Regions from separate parts of the Rattus norvegicus genome. Here region 2 is linked to region 1. Evidence: chromatin contacts called from public Hi-C data. All regions are on one chromosome and are shown on one strand. The core of a region is the stretch at or near the end of the contact, and the rest is flanking DNA. Distances in the headings are between cores, read along the strand shown.

Region 1 (2,700 bases), core at 196-2,695:
TTCCTCTGTAACTCAGTCATTTGGCTACATGCTATCTGGGTTCTTCTCACTCTCTTGGTTCCCACTTGGTCTTATGGTCCTCAGTTCCTCTCTTGGTCTACTTATTCCCTCTCTCCTCTTCCCCTCCCTCCCTCTCACCAACCTGTTTTCTAGTGGCTGTGCTCAGTATAGAACCTTCCAGATGCCTCTGGCTGTGCTCTCCCTAACCATTCCCTAGGAGTGGTCATGTCCTCATTTTCATTCATGTACATGTATCAAAAATGTCAAAAAGGTAAAAAAAAAAAAGCGTGAAAGCATGAGAAATGTTTAGAATATGACAACGGAAAAAAGCAAAGTGTGCATTTCTAGGAAAATCATGATTGATCATGCAAAGACACATAATCTTCTGGGTAACATAGGTGACTATGTAAAGAACTAGGTTGACTATTTTTTAAAGATTTTTTAGTTTTGCTTAGTTTCTTGCGATGAAGTTTACCTTGATGATGAAGTTCAGTCTACCTACTCTGGTATTTTCTCTTTCCCAGTGGTACTAAGGAATTGTGTGGGTTTAAGGTCTGGCCAAACAGTGCTGAAGAGGTTCACAAGACACTTCTCAACCTAGTTTAATACTATAGACACCAGATTTTAACCTCATTAATTCTATAAGCTTATTTTCTCCTGTGTGCAACTGTTATTTTGTTTCCTGCACTCAGGCTTTTTAGCTTTCTTTCATTTTTTTAGTTTTTAATAATCTAATTTTTATTGACATAATTGACTTTCACCAGTCTTCTTATATAGTATTCATGTCTTGCAGCGGCCGTTAATAAAAAATAACGTTTGGCAAGCTCCAACCCGAGTTTCATTTTCTTAATTGTTTGTCTGGAGTGTCTGTCAGGGCAAGCTCGGTCTAACCTCATCCATGGAATAATAGAAGGAATGAGTGCGAGGTTGTTCTGGTGAGGGATCGTTAAGATTGGGCGCTCCCGAGGTCACCCGAGAGCGCTGAGGAGAAACGAGAAAAGACTGAGTGCACGAGATTCCCACAACTTCACAGTCAGGAAGCCCACCTAGAAGGTAGAAGACGCGACCCTCCCCTACCCGTAGCACGCAGGAGCGTTCTCCTCTCCCGCCTTCCTCTCCATGTGGGATGGCCCGCCTCTTCCGCGTCACGCAGGCGCATTCTACTTGGCGCTCTCTAGGCGCCCCAGACTTTCAGGATGCCCGCCCCCTCGATACCACGCATGCGCGTCTTTTGGGTAGCCCTTTTAGGCTCCACCCCCTCCCAAGGAACTCCGCCCTTTCCGTAGCACGCAGGCGCATTTCCCAGGGCGCTCTCTCAGGCCCCCGCCTCTACCTACGGCGCCCCGCCTCCCCCTTAGTACGCAGGCGCATCTTTCTGGAGCGCGCGCAAGGTCCGCCCCCCTCCCCGCCACCCCACCCCCGCCGCCCTGCCCTGCCCCGCCCCTAGGCGGTTGCTGGCGGCAGCCGCCGCCCTCCCTCGACCCAATGGCGCGGCTGCGGCGTCAGTAATGTGAAGCAGTGAACTGGCTTGTCCGGCCCCCGGGCCTGCAGCCCATTACACCATCCGCCGCGGCAGCTGCTGCAACGCGAACGGCCTGGGAGGGAGGGTGCAGACAGCTCCGCGGGGCGGGGCAGAGCGAGCAGCGCGGCCGGATTCATTCCTGTGGGGCGCGGGGCATGGAGGAGCTGTGCGGCTGCAGGCGGAGTAGGGCATCCCGGGCGACGGGGACAACGGTTTATATTTGAAGGGGCGGCCGGAACCGGAGCAACCGACGGCGGGAGGACCAGCCCCGGGGCAGGTAGTGATGGCTGTGGCCTGGGGCCCGGTGGGGAGGCCTGGGCGGGAGGAGGGCGTCCGGGCAGATGGCGGCCGGCGGGGTCGTGTGGGCCGCGGGACCCAGGGCAGGCGGGCGGCTGGAAGGGGTGGAGGCGAAGGCGACGGAGGGCGGTTGTGGCCGCGGAGCACGGGGCGGCTGGGGAAGTTAAAGGCTCGAAGGCGGCCGGATTTCCTGAGCGCCTCGCATAGTTTGAAGGGAAGAAAGCCTTTCCGGCGAGGTCTTAGCGTGAGCAGGCCGAGAGTTGGTGCGTCTGACCTTTTTGTTCCTTGTCGAAACCCATCCTGGCCACAATGAGGCCTTCCAGCCTCGCGCCCTTGGCGAGTGCTCTGCAGATGCAAGAAAGAAACATTTCTGAACCCGCCGCGTCTCCTGCCCCTTTCGGTTACTCGCTGGGCGTGTGCAAGGCAAAACCAGAACAAAGCTGGGCTGGCTAGAGCCAAGCACGAGGAAACCAATTACCTGTAGTGTTTCATTTTCCGCACTTTGGGAGGAACTGCCTCCTTTCGAAACATTATGGTCTCCGCGTGAACCCTTTTGTATTTTCTTGAGCACCTCTTTTGGAGGAAGAGGGGGAATCGTTCCTAGTACGGTATTTCCCCCTCCCCCTCTACAAGATTAGAAAATAGGGAAGCCCAAATCGTGTTTTTGCCTTTACGTGTATGGAAAATCCTAAAACTATTGTTTTTTTTTTTCCTCCTTAAATTCTCTAGTTTGGTGTTCTGCTTCTCCGATGTTGGAATGCGATAGGACAGAACATACTCTCTGGGTTTTATATCCGTTCTGGGTCTCAGTGACTAACATTGAACTTTGGCTCCTGTTACTTGCCTGCGTGGAGAGTTAAGCTGGAGCTTTGCTTTGAAGG
Region 2 (2,700 bases), core at 116-2,615, 190 kb before region 1:
AGAGTAAGTTTTGAGTGACAAATTAAAACTACATGTTTACTTGATCCCCGATACTTTACTAACCACCTTCCAGAACACTCCACAAAGGTGTTTGGTATGTGTTTTGTTTGCTTTGGTTTTTCTTTTTGTTTGTTTGTTTGTTCTGTTGTTAGCTTGTTAGGGCTGTGAGACATGGCCCAGCCTGTCCACAAACAGCCATTGGGCCTCCTCCCAAGTGCCATGGTTTTCCTTAATGACATATAAGGTATGATAACATTAAGCAGAGGTGTTCCAAAGTAAAACCATGCAACCCAAATAAATGTCATGTTATATGTCTGAAGTAATGGGGGCAGGGGGTATAGAAGTCTACACCTTTAATAACCCAAATCATTATTTATAATGGGATGAAGGAACTTTGAGTTGTGTCAGGGTTTTATTTTTCATCCATACGTAATCTGTGCTGTTTCCAGAGCATGCTAAGTGCCAGGATATAGAACTGTTTTCTATGTGTATGTTCCTTGAATTGAAGTCATATAATTAGAATCTTCTAAATGACTGCACAGTGGCAAACACTAACACCACCCAAGTCCAGCTGCACCAAAATGCCTATTCTCACCTCTCTTAGCACCTTCAGCTCATTACAGAGGATATATTTTACCAAGCAGTGTTTAAAAGCAAAGCACCTGGAATGTGTTCTTACTAGAAACTCAAGTATTCTTTGTTAAAATTAATTCAATACACTACTGTACAATTTAAATTGAAGAAGAAGAAGAGAAAAAGGAAGAAAGAAACACCCTCGGAAGGCAGAAGCGGGCGGATCTCTTGAGTTTAAGGCCTGCCTGGTCTATACTATCAGCCAGCCAGCCAGCCAGAGCTACAAAGTGACTTTCAAAGATTAATTTTCTACAAGCCTGGGGCACATATGTGGACCATTTAGGGTCACAGAACAGTCACTCTGGCCTGGGAATGGATCCCATTGTTGATTTTTCCCAAGCATCTTAGCTGCATTTGGAAGATGGGCTCCTTTTCCTCAGCATCACCCACAGAGATCTAAAACACACAGACTATTGAAAGCCAAGCCGGGGAGGTGGGGTCGGAATGGGATGGGCGTCCAAAATCCGCCGCTAAGGAAGGGGGGAGAAATTGCCCGAGGCTCACCGCAAGTATGAGGCAAGGGCAACAGTGGGGCTTCTGAGGGTTGGCGCGTACACACAGTGCTGTGCCAGGGCCCTCCCTCTGGCTCTCTCCACCTCTGGCCCCTTTCTCGGGTCTCTCCCCGCCTCACTCCACCCCCTTAAGGCGGTTGGTACGTTCTAGATGGCTCCAAGAGCTTAAAAAGGGCCCGGGAGGGCGGATTCCTCAGATTTGGTCTTGACTGATCAGTCGAGGGTTTAGGCTGGTCTCCGGTGACCTCCTAGTCCTAAATCTTGATACCCTTGCAAGAGCTTTGAGCGTGTGGGGTCCCGGGCGTTCGGGGTCCCGGGTGTGTGCGGTTTGTATAGCCTGAAGCCGGGGTCCTCCGCGCTCGCGTCCTCCGCAGCTGGACTGAAGAGACGCGTCCCAGCCCTGCGGGGATGGAACGGACCGAGCTGCTGAAGCCCCGGACCCTGGCCGACCTCATCCGAATCTTGCATGAGCTCTTCGCCGGGGACGAAGTCAATGTGGAGGAGGTGCAGGCTGTGCTGGAAGCCTACGAGAGCAATCCTGCCGAGTGGGCTTTGTATGCCAAATTCGATCAATACAGGTGAGCGTGCTCGGGCTAGGTCCCCTCCGTTGAAAACAAGCCCCCATCCGACTCCCTCACAGCTCTCAGGTTTTTAGCTCTCTGTCTCTCGCGAAACCCCGCCACCGCGGCCCCCACCTGACACAGAGACACCCTACCTCGGCAGCCGCCGCTGGCACTGCATTAAGGGGACCCCTTCACCACCTGGCACGTTAGAGCTCCGGCGGGGCAGCCTCCTGGAACATACTGCAGAAGGTCAGAGGACTCTCCAGGAGATCACCTACCAAACATTCAGAAAAGGGTAGTGGTGAGAGACACAACCCTAAGTCAGTCCTTCACCATCAACCCTGGAATGCTTTAATATAAAACAGCGCTCGGGTTTTGCCAGCTGTTCCTACCCAGTTCTTCCAAGGCACTTTCACCGCCCCAATGGGGTTGATTCAACCGCTGTCAGGTTTTGCAAAATGGGCACACCCTGGCTTTTGCAGCCCCCAAGCCTTTGGCCCTCTCATGCCCTTGTTTTCCGGAATCCGGAAGGGAAAACTAAAGACCGACTGCTACTATCTGGACTTGCTTGAATGAGCTGTTTGGTAGACTGGGACCTTTGAAGCCTTGACTTGGGGATTAAGTCAGAATGAAGAATAAATGTCAGCCCTCTGGGGCCAGAGGAAAATGTAGTCACCTGGAGGTCGAGAGGTTGTGTGTGGAAGAAAGAGCAAGCTCAGTGCTTGTGCTTGATAGGCAGACTAGCAGGAGGAAACTGGCTGAAATGACAGATGGAGCTTTTCCTTGAAAATCGTCTCTCCTTAACACGTAACATATACAATGCAGTTTTGTCAGAAAGGACCATGTCAACTGTATTTTGGGACTTGTGAGTAGTAAAAACTAAGGACAAATAAGGGGGTGTTTGGGAAGTAAGCTTAAGCAATTTCCTTTGATTCTGGTCACTCAGTGCCAGACTGAGTCCTGCAAGGGTACACCTGACGTGTCTAGCTCTT

The links. Hi-C and Micro-C count contacts between places; a contact is called where the count stands out from the background.
Region 2: a contact with region 1 is called in a Hi-C map of hepatocytes, with 2.1 times the contacts expected there. The contact joins the promoter of Cdo1 here to the promoter of Fem1c in region 1. A contact is called at or near these places in 5 of 12 Hi-C or Micro-C datasets (frontal cortex, hepatocytes, kidney and 1 more).

What each region holds. Positions count from the first base shown.
Region 1 is chr18:41,444,045-41,446,744 of GRCr8, reverse strand. Fem1c (fem-1 homolog C) reads left to right here and starts at 1,445. Exons shown (of 3, transcript NM_001106932.1): 1 at 1,445-1,799; 2 at 2,549-2,700.
Region 2 is chr18:41,632,384-41,635,083 of GRCr8, reverse strand. Cdo1 (cysteine dioxygenase type 1) reads left to right here and starts at 1,365. Exons shown (of 5, transcript NM_052809.2): 1 at 1,365-1,723. The coding sequence starts at 1,554.